Linked DNA regions of Neogale vison: region 1 is linked to region 2. The links are chromatin contacts, called in public Hi-C maps. All regions are on one chromosome and are shown on one strand. Each heading gives the region's core, a stretch centred on a gene start, on an enhancer-like site or on the middle of the called end of the contact. The rest is flanking DNA. Distances are from core to core; before and after follow the strand shown. Region 1 overlaps RUNX1 (runt-related transcription factor 1). Region 2 has its middle 500 kb from the start of SETD4.

Region 1 (3,042 bases), core at 35-2,534, 680 kb after region 2:
CAGGGAAACAGCCCAGCGGATGCTTTCAACTTTCCCCGAGCTTGTTCTTTGGGGTCTTTTCTGATCCCGACACTCCTTTGCTCGCCGCGAAGCACACTCAGACTGAGTGGGGCGCGCTGCATAATTAAGCCGCAGCCCAGACGCGGTGAAAACACCAATTAAAGAAAACAAACCAAGAGAGAAAACTAAAAACACAAAACCATGTTGTGGAGACCGAGAACCGTCTGGCCTCACTAAATGAATCAGCGCCACTTCTCTACTGCTGCCCACCCGGCTCTGGGGCCGCGCGGAGCCGCTCTGCGGCCCGGCCCTCGGCCCTCGGCCCTCGGCCCTCGGCCCTCCGGCCCCCTCGCGGCCGAATCCCACCCACGCAGAGGAAGCAGAGGCTCGGCCGCGGGTGGCCGCGCAGGGCCTGGGGCCGCCCCGGGGCTCCGGCGCCGGTCCCGGGAGCCTCTCGGCGGCCGCTGCATCTCCAGGGAGCGAGGGGCGCCTCCGTCCGGCTGGTCTCCGGCCCCGGGGCCGTTCGCGGCACGGCGCGCGGCCCCAGCCGTCCCTGGGCCAGCCAGCCTCCTCTCCTTCCACATCCTCCGTCTCCAGACCGCGGCCGCCAGTGGCGCCGCTGCGCACTGCAGCCCCGGGCGGGCGGCCGCGCGACTGTGCATGTGTGCAAAGACGCAGGGCCGCGGTTCGCACCAGGGCGGGGCCTCGGGCGAATGTGTGAGTGTGTGCGTGTGCGTGTGCGTGCGTGGATGCGGGTGCGCGGGGAGAGCGGGGAGGCCGCGGTAGCCTCGGACTCTCCGCGGAGGCCGCGTACAGTAGCGCGCGGCGGCGGCGGCGGGGGCGCGCGGGCCAATTCCAGGAGCCCGCGGCGGTGAGCCGCGCCCTGGCTGATACCGGAAAGGCCTGTGATTGGACGGCGGCCGCCCCTATGCAAACGAGCTGAGGGAATGGAATTCCTCGGGCCGGGCTTACAGTAAAAGCACGTTCATTTCCAGGCACTCTCATTCATAGAGCCAGCGGGCGCAGGCGGGACGGGCGCCCCGCGGCCGGACCCAGCCAGGGCACCACGCTGCCCGGCCTTGCGCGGGCAGGCACCTCTTCCTGGGGCTCCTGGGGACGCCAGAAGACAGTCAACCCTCGCTGCTTCTTCTTGACCTGCGTTGGAGCTACGATTTTTTTTTTCTTCTTCTTTCTCTTTCTTGAATGAATTGGTTTCTTGGCTGGCTGTTCAACTTCTTTCCTGCCTGTGAACTTTTCCCCGGTTGTTTCCTTTGACAACTGCAGGAGAAAGTGTGCTGTGCTTCGAGGCAAGCCGTGAAGTTGCGTGTGCGTGGCAGTGTGCGTGGGAGTGTGACTGCGTGTATAGTTCGAGCCGCCCGGTCTGTTTCGATCAGCGCTGCGGAGCCTCTCCAGGCCCGCTCCACCTGCTGCGGTTCCGCGGTGATCGTGATCGTAGGTATAGGTGCGTCCCGGCATTTAACCGGCCGGCGCTGGGGCGACGTTGGAGGAAGATCGTCTCACTACTGCCCAAGTCGGGCTGACTCACCGAGTCGATGTAGACAGCGGCTGGCTTCGGAAGAGTGCGTGTCTGCGTGCGTGTGACTCGGCGGCTGCTCAACTCCCACCAACCACAGGATCAGCCACAAACTTAACCAACATCCCCAAACCCGAGTTCTCAGATGTGGAGAGCTGTACTCTGAGTGTCATCGACTTGGACTTTTTTTTTTTTTTTCCTTTAAGATTAGCTTTTCTTTGAAAAACTGAATTTTCTGAACTAAGCGTTTTGCCAGAATTTATTAAGAACATGACAAGTATTTCTAGCCCAGCCCTTCTTCAACTACTGAAGATTATTTTCAAGGCTACTTAAAAAAAGAATCAGCAGCGTACATTAATGGATTTCTGTTGTGTTTAAATTCTCTACAGATTGAATTGTAAATATTTTATGAAGTAGAGCAAATGTATATATTTATATATACGTGCACATACATTAGTAGCATGACCTTTGGAAGTAGCAGCTCTTGCTTTTGAGGACCGAAGCCAGTTTTGCATGATGAAAGTGGCTCTGTGTACGGACGACACTCGCATATTTTGTGTTGTACTGGGACTTTAGACAAAACTCACCTGGAAAAAAAAAAAAACTGACAGGCGATTTACTACTGGAACTTCCAAATTATGTATTTGCTGGTCCTTTTGCTCTCCGTATAAATATTTTAGTAAGTGTATGGGAATTTTTGCCTCCGGGAAGTTTTTTTTTTTTTTTTTTTAACAGCCAGAGACTGAAGTTAAACTCTCAAAGCAAGATTCAGAAGACAGTTTCCCTCGGCATTTGACTTTGGATTCTAGTCGCCCAGTTTTTAAAGATTTAAGCTGTCGGTTGCTAGGAGCCCTGCCGGTTATAAGGCTCACCGGCATCACAGAACTGCCCCCGCTCCTGGACTGTTAGTAACTTGGTCACCCGCCTCCCCCCAGTCCCCTTCCCCCCCTCCCGCAGCAATAAAGGCCCCTGAACTTGTATGTTGGTCTCCCTGGAGCTGCTTGCCGAAGATCCGCGCCCCTGTCGCCGCGTGGTAGGAGCTGTTTGCAGGGTCCTAACTCAATCGGCTTGTTGTGATGCGTATCCCCGTAGATGCCAGCACGAGCCGCCGCTTCACGCCGCCTTCCACCGCGCTGAGCCCGGGCAAGATGAGCGAGGCGCTGCCGCTGGGCGCCCCGGACGCCGGCGCCGCCCTGGCCGGCAAGCTGAGGAGTGGCGACCGCAGCATGGTGGAGGTGCTGGCCGACCACCCCGGCGAGCTGGTGCGCACAGACAGCCCCAACTTCCTCTGCTCCGTGCTGCCCACGCACTGGCGCTGCAACAAGACCCTGCCCATCGCTTTTAAGGTACTCGGCCCGGAGCGGGTGGCGGGAGGACAGGACGGGCGAAAGCCGGCGGAGGCCAGGGGCGATCCGGGAGGGCAGCGGCCGGGCGGGCGGGGCCGGGTTCTAGAAAGGGGCCGGCGCTGCCCCCCGCGGCCCCTGGTCCGTCCTCCTGCTCTCGGGACA
Region 2 (3,034 bases), core at 61-2,560:
AATAATAGCAATTTTTACTTGTAATGTCCCGCCTAGTTTTAATGTCTAGGTTATACCAGCCTCATAAATTAAAGTGGGATATTTTCCTTAGAATTATGTGTGTAAAAGAGGACAGTTTGTGGAACATATTTGCAAAATTATATAGGTTTTCACAGTCTGTCTTTAGCATTAAGGACACTCCAGGCAAAGGAGCCCACTTCATTGTCAGCTGAGGCTTGGCCTTCAATCCCTAGCTGGTCTTCTGTCCTCAGCACCTTGCCTGGGCTACAACGAGTCTTGACTCCCTCTTTTACATAAACTGGAGGTCCTCTTAGCATTTGCCTTCATCTGACCCAGCCAAGCCCATTTGCCCCAGCAGACCCAGAATCATCACATCCTGGCTGAAGGAATTTTAAGAAACCAAGCAACTAAATTAGAAAGACACACCCTAAAAAAAAGTATACGGAAGTAAGAACTTTTAACATCTTTGCCCTTCCCACCTCAGTGGGGAAAATGGAGGCTTCTACAATAGTTAGAATATCAGTTAACATGCTAGACAAACCATAAGTGACTCTTAATCTCATAAAACAAACTGAGGGTTGCTGGGGGGAGGGAGGTTAGGAGAAGGGGGTGGGGTTATGGACACTGGGGAGGGTATGTGCTATGGTGAGTGCTGTGAAGTGTGTAAACCTGGCGATTCACAGACATGTACCCCTGGGGATAAAAATATATTTTATGTTTATAAAAAATAAAAAATTAAAAAAAAAAAGAATATATAGAACATGCTGAGTAAAACTTGTCTTGATTTCCCCCTTGCTGTCTATTTTCCAGAAAATTTGGAACAAATTCCAACTTGTATAGCCTTTGGAGAGAAAAAAACTAAGTCATATGTTTGTTTTTTTTTTTTATCTTGAAGGAAAAATCTGAATTTGAGCTCCTTAAGGGCGTTAACTGGTTTTCATCCCTCTGAATCCAATACAAGCACAAGGCCTGGTATATCACAGATGCTAAGTAACTAACTGTGTAGCCCATGTTTGCTCTTCACCAAATAGTTTACAAAATCAGTGTCAAAATTAGATTGGGCAATGAATATAAATTAAATGAATATAAATTAGATTGGGCAAATATAATATTTGGAGTGAAAGCTCATTTTATTTCTGTTTGAAACTAAAAGTTCTTAAACAAACATAATAATGGAAAACTGAAGTGTTTTAGGACACTGTTAATACCTACCACTTTATTACATGAGTGTATTCATTTCTAATAAAAAATGCTCTTTAAGAAAAGGAGTTTGCTTGTGTTCACCGCCTGCATTTCTTATCTTGGCCTTTTGGTGTCATTCTTAGATTAATCTGAAAAGCATATTAAGTAAGAGTGAAATTATTGCTCCAGCTTTGAGTCTTTTTGGTCTCTGATTTCAAATGAAGATTATCATACCCATAGTGCCGTTTAACTAATCTAACCTTCTTGATGTTATCTTAACAGTATACTTTATAACTGACATGTGGCTGCAGAAGTTTAAATACAATACAGAGAAGCAGTAATAGTAGAGAAAGCCTTTATGTTTATGGGCAGTTTAGAAAGATCTTTTTCTGAAATGACTATGTCATATATAATTCTTACACATAATTCTAATGTATATAATTACACAGTCATATAACTATACAATCATTTAATTCCTGTATATATATGTTTTTAAGAAAGTTTGAAAGAGAAGGGGGTTATAGGTTTTTAATAAAAAACCTATATGTTATAATTCCTGTGTATACACACACACACACACACACACACACGCACACATATATGTTTTTAAGAGAGTTTGAAAGAGAAGGGGGTTTATATAGGCTTTTAAGTCATGACAGGCCTGATTCATTTCCAAGTGAAAGAAACCTAACTGCTTTCCATGCAGCTACAGGAAGCTGATAAATTTCTTAATAGTTCTTCCTTGTGTTCTATATATGGAGCTACTCACACTCTTTGTCCACCTATGAATGAATGTGAACATCCTTTGGACTTCAAACATATTGCCAATTCCAGTGTCAGTCTATAGTTTGCCTTCCTTCTTCACCTGAAAAAGTCTTAATGCCTTTTCTTCTTTCCACCAGTAAGTGTATTTTCTCTTCCATTGTCTTTTTGATGCATACGCTTAATGAGATTACTCTTGGATCCTGTAACAAGGGAACCAACAAACAAACACATATTGTCCCACAGTTCCATAAGTAAAAAGCAAGAGTAATCAGTGTTTGATTGTTACCCTGGGAGCTGAAAAGGTTGCAGTTGTTCTCAGGAGAGGGGGCTCTCCTTGTCCCCTGGATCTTTGAACACCTTCACTATCTGAGAGAATCAGCATATTATGTCTTATTAGATCTATAGCCCCTGGTATATCTGGCAACAGCTGGGGGCTTGAGGGGTTCAACTTCAAGTTCTGTGGCCAGAGGAGATCTGGATATATATTTTTCAGATATATATCCAGATATATACTGGAGATCTATTTTTCAAAATATTCCACTTTAATGAGGATCTTACCTGAACACTAGAGCTAAGTTTTAAAATAAACATTATTAAGAAGTGATTATTCAAATTCAGGCTAAATTCAAATTCAGTCAGCAATTGGTCATTTTCCATGATGTGAGATCAATGCAGTCTAAGATCTCCACCATACTTTCAAGCTAACAGGTTGTCAGTTGTCTTGGCACAGTTTCATGGGTGCTGGCAGAAGATATGAGATCCTTGTATCAGAAACAAAGGACTTTGTTACTTGTTGTGCAGTAGACAGTGTGAGCTTTATTGTGTTGACTCTCCTTGACCCTAGTCCCATGGGTATAGTCCAGTTGGGCCTATATTTTGCCTACAAAGGTAGTGGGTTGGAATTCTGTACTCAGGGAACCTTAATCTTACATAATGGGCAGTAAACGTTCTTGCCCTTTGCTCCTGAGGGAGACTATTTGCTTTACAAAGCTGTTCGCTATACAAACATCCTTGAGAATGTGGTCCAGAGCAAAGAGTGATCAGTGCCTCATTTGCAAGATTTGTCTTTGGGAGACAAAGTGGAAGA

The links. A called contact is a pair of places that touch in the nucleus more often than the background predicts.
Region 1: a Hi-C map of muscle shows a contact between it and region 2, with 5 times the contacts expected there. The contact joins two enhancer-like sites. A contact is called at or near these places in 2 of 3 Hi-C or Micro-C datasets (fibroblasts and muscle).

Annotation. Positions count from the first base shown.
Region 1 is chr6:10,071,712-10,074,753 of ASM_NN_V1, forward strand. RUNX1 (runt-related transcription factor 1) reads left to right here. Exons shown (of 7, transcript XM_044250971.1): 3 at 2,627-2,880. Among named protein-coding and RNA genes, the nearest start is that of RUNX1, 160 kb to the left of the region's middle. Within about 2 kb of position 1,285, the one cell type or tissue checked has open chromatin away from gene starts, as enhancers often do. A contact at or near this core is called in fibroblasts, where this site is marked.
Region 2 is chr6:9,388,276-9,391,309 of ASM_NN_V1, forward strand. No RefSeq gene overlaps it. Among named protein-coding and RNA genes, the nearest start is that of SETD4, 500 kb to the left of the region's middle. Within about 2 kb of position 1,311, the one cell type or tissue checked has open chromatin away from gene starts, as enhancers often do. A contact at or near this core is called in fibroblasts, where this site is marked.